Linked DNA regions of Zea mays: region 2 is linked to region 1. A link is a contact called in public Hi-C data. All regions are on one chromosome and are shown on one strand. Each heading gives the region's core, a stretch centred on a gene start, on an enhancer-like site or on the middle of the called end of the contact. The rest is flanking DNA. Distances are from core to core; before and after follow the strand shown. Region 1 has its middle 46 kb from the start of LOC103650276. Region 2 overlaps LOC103650275 (ubiquitin carboxyl-terminal hydrolase 8).

Evidence for each region. Hi-C and Micro-C count contacts between places; a contact is called where the count stands out from the background.
Region 2: a Hi-C map of ear shows a contact between it and region 1, with 2.9 times the contacts expected there. The contact joins two enhancer-like sites. A contact is called at or near these places in 4 of 25 Hi-C or Micro-C datasets (ear, leaf and tassel).

What each region holds. Positions count from the first base shown.
Region 1 is chr3:110,716,854-110,719,616 of Zm-B73-REFERENCE-NAM-5.0, reverse strand. No RefSeq gene overlaps it. Among protein-coding and RNA genes, the nearest start is that of LOC103650276, 46 kb to the right of the region's middle. Within about 2 kb of position 1,461, at least 15 of the 20 cell types and tissues checked have an H3K27ac peak or open chromatin away from gene starts, as enhancers often do. A contact at or near this core is called in ear, leaf and tassel, where this site is marked.
Region 2 is chr3:111,296,490-111,299,584 of Zm-B73-REFERENCE-NAM-5.0, reverse strand. LOC103650275 (ubiquitin carboxyl-terminal hydrolase 8) reads left to right here. Exons shown (of 13, transcript XM_008675884.4): 12 at 181-454; 13 at 641-1,120. The coding sequence ends at 802. Among protein-coding and RNA genes, the nearest start is that of LOC103650275, 9.3 kb to the left of the region's middle. Within about 2 kb of position 1,449, at least 18 of the 20 cell types and tissues checked have an H3K27ac peak or open chromatin away from gene starts, as enhancers often do. A contact at or near this core is called in ear, leaf and tassel, where this site is marked.

The DNA of each region.
Region 1 (2,763 bases), core at 212-2,711:
AATTTTTCAAACTTAAATTCATATGCACAGACAAAAAAACCCAACATGACATGAAACTATTTGTATTTTCCTATTAAGTACATTATTCATTTATTTGGGCAAATGCTCAAAACTTGGCGTACACACACACAATATTCTTTTCAGAAAAATATTATTTTTTTGGACATGTGATCAAATTAAAAATATCCATTGCTTATTTATTTTAGTGAAAAGTAATATATAATCTTTATTCTAAGATATTTTAATTCACTTATTTTTTTTAGAGAGTGCTTTAATTATATAGTTTACCGAGGGCATAATTAGATAAATTGGAAGTAGAGTTTCATTTATTTACTGTTCCAGGTTTCAACTTAAATTGTTAGTCTCAAGATTTGGATCTAAGTTTTGAATGTTCAGAATTCTAACATTAACATTTGATTTTTGTAGGAGAATCGTTTTTGGGCGAATTTTTACTATACCCAATTTAGAATTTTAGGGTGTTACAGTGGCTCTAGGATCCTGAGTTAGTCTCTCGACGGGTTCGCTAGCATCTCTTGCGGGCTCGAGCATGGATGAAACGTCGGGCTGATCATAATAGATCAGAACGAAGTTTCAATGTGGGTGATCAAGTATACCATAAGCTTCAGTCATACATTCAATCTTTTGTTGCTAATCGCTCCATCCAGAAATTGGCCAACAAATTCTTCGGGCCATACACCATGCTACAATGTATTGGTTCAGTAGCTTACCGGCTCCGGTTACCCGAAACCTCCAGCATTCACCCGGTTTTTCACCAATCACAGCTCAAGGCAGTTGTTGGCCGACAACACACTGCTGTTCAATTATTACCATGTTCCGATACTGCATTACAGGTGCTTGTGCAGATTCATGATCGGCGCATGATCCAATGCGGTGGCTCCATGGTCGCGCAAGTAAAGATACACTAGGCTGGTCGGGTTTGGATGCGGCTCTCGCCGCCTGGAGGACACCGGAGCATTGAAGACTAAGGGCTTGTTTGGGTAATGTCATATCGATATCGGAGTGGATTGAGGTAGTATGTGGTGTATTGAGGTGTAATATGAACTAATTTTTTTTTCAATCCCCTTCAATACATCTCAATCCACTTCAATCCCTCTATAACCAAACAAAGCCAAAGGCATGTTTGGTTCACTGTCTAACTTGCCACACTTTGTCTAACTTTAGTCAAAATGTGGCACGTTTAGCCACAAACCAAATAGGCCTTAAGTTCTCACGTACCCCGCTTAGAGACAAGTGGCAACTGATGAGGAGGAGAATGTGAGCAGCGATGCACAGGAGGCTGAGTCGAAGACAGTGAAGGAAATAGATGCAGCTGACACTGCATTCAGAACTTCAGAAGGGTGATCTCGACGTATGAAAAAGACCAACGTCCATGTATCTGGGTTAGAGTGGGCCGTGTAATGGCCACAAGTGGGCCGAGTCTGTAGTCTATCTTCTATTTCTATACAATAAAGCACGACTTTCTTCTCGCCCGAAACCGTGCCTCGCGCGCGCGAAGTCCTCCCCCGCAGATCACCCAAAATCGCGCCCTACGGGCTACGGCCCTCCCGCGCAGACCGAAATCCTCCTCCTACGAAATAAAAAAAAAGGTGCGTGGCCAAAAACGTCCCCTGCCGTCTTGCCGCGCAGACCACGCGCCCGAAATCCTGCTCCTGGGAAAAAAAGCAAGAAAAAGGGCCAGGCCATAGACTCTAACCCGTATCCGGCTGGACACAAGCATTCTACAATTACATTACAACTAGAGCACGCATTATTTTTTGTTATATAAGGGAGCGGTATTTTAAACATGTGTTGGCGCCTATTTAGACTAAACACTAAGATTGTTAAAGATATAGGCATTTTTCATATTATTTTAATTCCATAAATTAATATTATTATGATGACATATAAAATATAATTTTAATCATGGAAATCATGATGTCAAATATATCCATGAAAATATGGAACATGAGAACATAAAACATATAAATCATATAAATCATATAAATATAATAAGCATATAAACATGGTACATGTATTATAACGGAACAATTGAAAATAAATATATAGCAACATAAACAACATGACTTTAAAATTAAAATAAACAGACATGGCATATTACTAGCATGAACAGGCATCATACATGTCATGATATGATATGACAGAACAAATGTAATAAATTCATGGTTACATGCGAAACAGTAGACATGAACATATGAAACATATATAATATGGAGAACGTAAAACAGTAAGGAGATGAAACGATCATACCCCCCATGCGTTCTGAGGATCCAGATCCTTGTCCAACTTCTCTTGTCATTCTGCCAGGAAGAAGAAGATGTTTAATAGTGATGAAGACAACGACGGATGTTCGGGCAGTCGCGTAGACGCTCCCCAAAAACCTAATTGTCGATCCCCCATGCAAGGTCTCGAACGGCAAGGGATTCAGAGGCACCTGACCTCTCGCTCCTCTGTGCGCGCAGAGTTACAAGATGGAAATACCCACACTTGCGGCTGGACAGTGATTCTGAAATGGTTCTGCTCTCGTGCCAAGCAACAGGAGTTCTCCCCTTCTTAACCCTTCGTGGAAGGGAAGCTGAAGAAGAAGGGTCTTGCATGCGGCTGTTCAAGGGACGGGCAACTGAATGGTTTAACCCGGAGTTGAAACTCCCGCGGTTAATGAGTGCTAAAAATTAACACAACCACACCACACCTCGCCTGCTCGTCGCCTGCCTGCCTGCCTCGCCACACCACACCATGCCACGA
Region 2 (3,095 bases), core at 200-2,699, 580 kb before region 1:
CTTTTCTCAGTAGCATTTTATATCATAGTGATCCACGTTCTGGTTGTGTAAGCTCTTGAAGCGCTGTACAAAGTAGAATATTCTATCGTTAGAACTTAGAACAATGGTTATTTTTTTAAGAGTAGAAATACTGTAGTTGTACTGAATGGTGAAACTGACACACATACCTATTTCTCGCAGGTACTGCCCAGGTTGTAAAGAGCATCGGCAAGCTAGTAAGAAGTTAGACCTCTGGAGATTACCTGAAATCCTTATTATACACCTGAAAAGATTTTCATACAGTCGGTATACCAAAAACAAGCTGGAGACATTTGTGGACTTCCCGATTCATGATCTTGACCTGTCGAAGTATATTGGTCACAGATGCCAAGACGTTCCTCACAATTATCGACTGTATGCTACTAGCAACCACTATGGAAGCTTGGGAGGTGGTCACTATACGGCTTATGTTTATGTGAGTTCTCTTCCTCCCCTACTGTGGAAACCTTTTGTTTGTCCATCTGTTTTCTGTATCATTGGCGATTTACAAGATCATCTACTGCCTTCTCGTGCGAGAAATACCATCTTGTTCCACTCGTGCTGGTGGGCTGTAAGGTGCATCATTATATGCGCTTAACACAATGTGCTTTGTTTCGTGCAGCATGAAGGGAAAAAGGGTTGGTATGATTTCGATGACCGTCATGTGGGCCCCATAACCGAGGACAGTATAAAGACATCGGCAGCTTATGTTCTTTTTTACCGGCGGATACAGGAGGATAGCTTAGATACAGTTACAGACATAGATTCTGATATTCCAACCTGAGGAGGCGGTGGAGGCAATTTTTGAGCCCAAGTCCCGGACAGTGTATAGTTTCATTGGTTTAGGGGGACAGTTGTGCGGCAATGCCGCAACGGAAGTGAGAAATAGAACAGGTGGGGAAGAGTTTGTGCGGCAATGTGGTTCAGAGGGGGGAGATAATTTGTCGCGGTTCCTTCCGTTGCAAATTCCTTTGTTTTTTTTCCGTTCCCTTTTAGCACCTGTAACTGATAGCGGTAAAATTTTGGCTAATGGCATGTGGGGAAGATATTTCGTCCCAGATTCTCAACACAGTTAGGGTTAGTTTTGGAACCCTATTTTTAAGGAATTTCTATTTTTCTAAGAGAAACTAGTTTATTTTTTCTTGGAAAAATAGGAAACCTTTCAGAAAATGGAGTTCTCAAACAAGTTCTTAAGGCTGTTATATAGAACTGTTGCTCGTGTTCGGGCCTCAGCTGCGACCACAGCCCACTTCACCTGTGGGCTATGGCTTGTTTAAAGAACGCGGGGTGGTTCCCTGGCCCAGGAGCTCGGCCCACGCAAGCGCGAGGCAGTCCAGGAGTCGGCGCGTGCGAGGAGACGGAGCGATCGAAACGACAGATCGGAGCGAGGCTGCTCTGTACGTTTGCGTCGGTGTCACCGTCGTCCGGGAGTCCGCCGGCCCAACCAAGCAGGCAGAGCCGCAGAGTCGACCGGCCCCGGCGAGGAGCAGCAGCAGTACAGTGGAGACGTCAATGGCGATGTGACCCGTCACAGCGACGGCAAAAAGCTAACCTAGCTCCGTCTCTCTCTCTCTCTCTCTCTGCGCAGCTGTCACGCACGGACGCACGCGTGCCCTGTCGCGTCGACGAGTCTGGCCGGCATCCGCAGATGGCAGTGGCAGGTTCCTATCCAGGCCTCGCTGCCTCGTGTCATCATTATCTAGCGGCCCGTAGCCAGCGGTCTACTACTAGTATAGTACTGTAGTACGTACTGCTCTAGTGTAGTAGGAGCGCGACGGTGAAAACACAGACCTCCATCTGGAACAGCTCATGCATGCATGTTTCACACCCTCTCTTTCTAAGGCGGTCTCCAACAGCGTACTCTAAATTTCATCATTTAAAGAAATATTCTCTATTATTTACAGCATTCTCTAAAAGATTTCATCCCCTATATTTTTTTCATCTCCAGCAACGTCCTTTATATCTACAGTATTATCAAACTTCGAATTTTGCATTGTGTTTCACCTTAAAAAATAATTTCATATGACATCACGTTATGTATAGTCATGATCGTACATGTCTGCCAGCATGTATCCATCACATCATGTACAGTCGTAATCGTTTTTTAGTATAAGAAGGACACAAGCACACTGACATTGATGCAGATGTCAGCTATACAGGACGCTTCTTCGTCCGCTACGTTTAGAGGATTCTTGGCGAGCTCTAAATTTTACAGTCTCCTTTAGCAAACCTTGTTAGAGGCATTGCGCACGGTTGCATCCGCTAAATTTGGCGTAGAGAACGCTTTACAGATCCTTGCTGGAATCGGCCTAACGTCTCTACTAGTAGAGAGAGAGAGAGCAAGAGCGCGACAGTACAATTTGAATAATGGAGGTGCTACAACTGTACGCACTATTGGTTAGGCTGTGTCAGTAGTTTTTTTTATCACATTTTCTATTTTAAACTTTATTCTATCAACAATGTTGTCTATTGTTGGTGAGAAGACATAACACCCCCTCAATCTGGTCTCCGAACTGTTAAAACTATAGCAAAAGAAAGGCGAAGGCCCAAAAACGTTGCTGAAGGCATGAAAACACAACCTTTGAGTATGGCGGCGAAGTCAACCATGCAGGCTCACTTGCGAAGGGACTTTCCTCGGACGCCTGGAGCCTTAGCAGGGCTAGATGACAACTTACAACGATGCCTGTCAGACCTCACACTCTTGCGACCACTGTGTAAAGTATCTGCCCTCAGCGGGCTCACCTATAAGCGACCCAGGAGGGTACCAAATCTGGTGTAATTAAGGATCCGTACTCACTATCCTGTAATTACCTTGATGTACAGTGCGTGGCGGGAATATAGTTAGTAGATAGGGGCATTACGACACTTGGTTTACCTAACCCCGTCTACCCCTATAAATACCCCGGTCCTGTAGCACTCCGGACACGCTTTGGCAATATACTGCTCAAGCATCTCGCCGCCTTACTGTGTTATTTGCATTTTCTCTCTTGAGTGTTTGGATTACAGATTTATGTTCCAACCTTTGGCACCCACCGTTCGTGCTCCGAACAGCTCCCACGATGGCTCCTAAGAAGGGG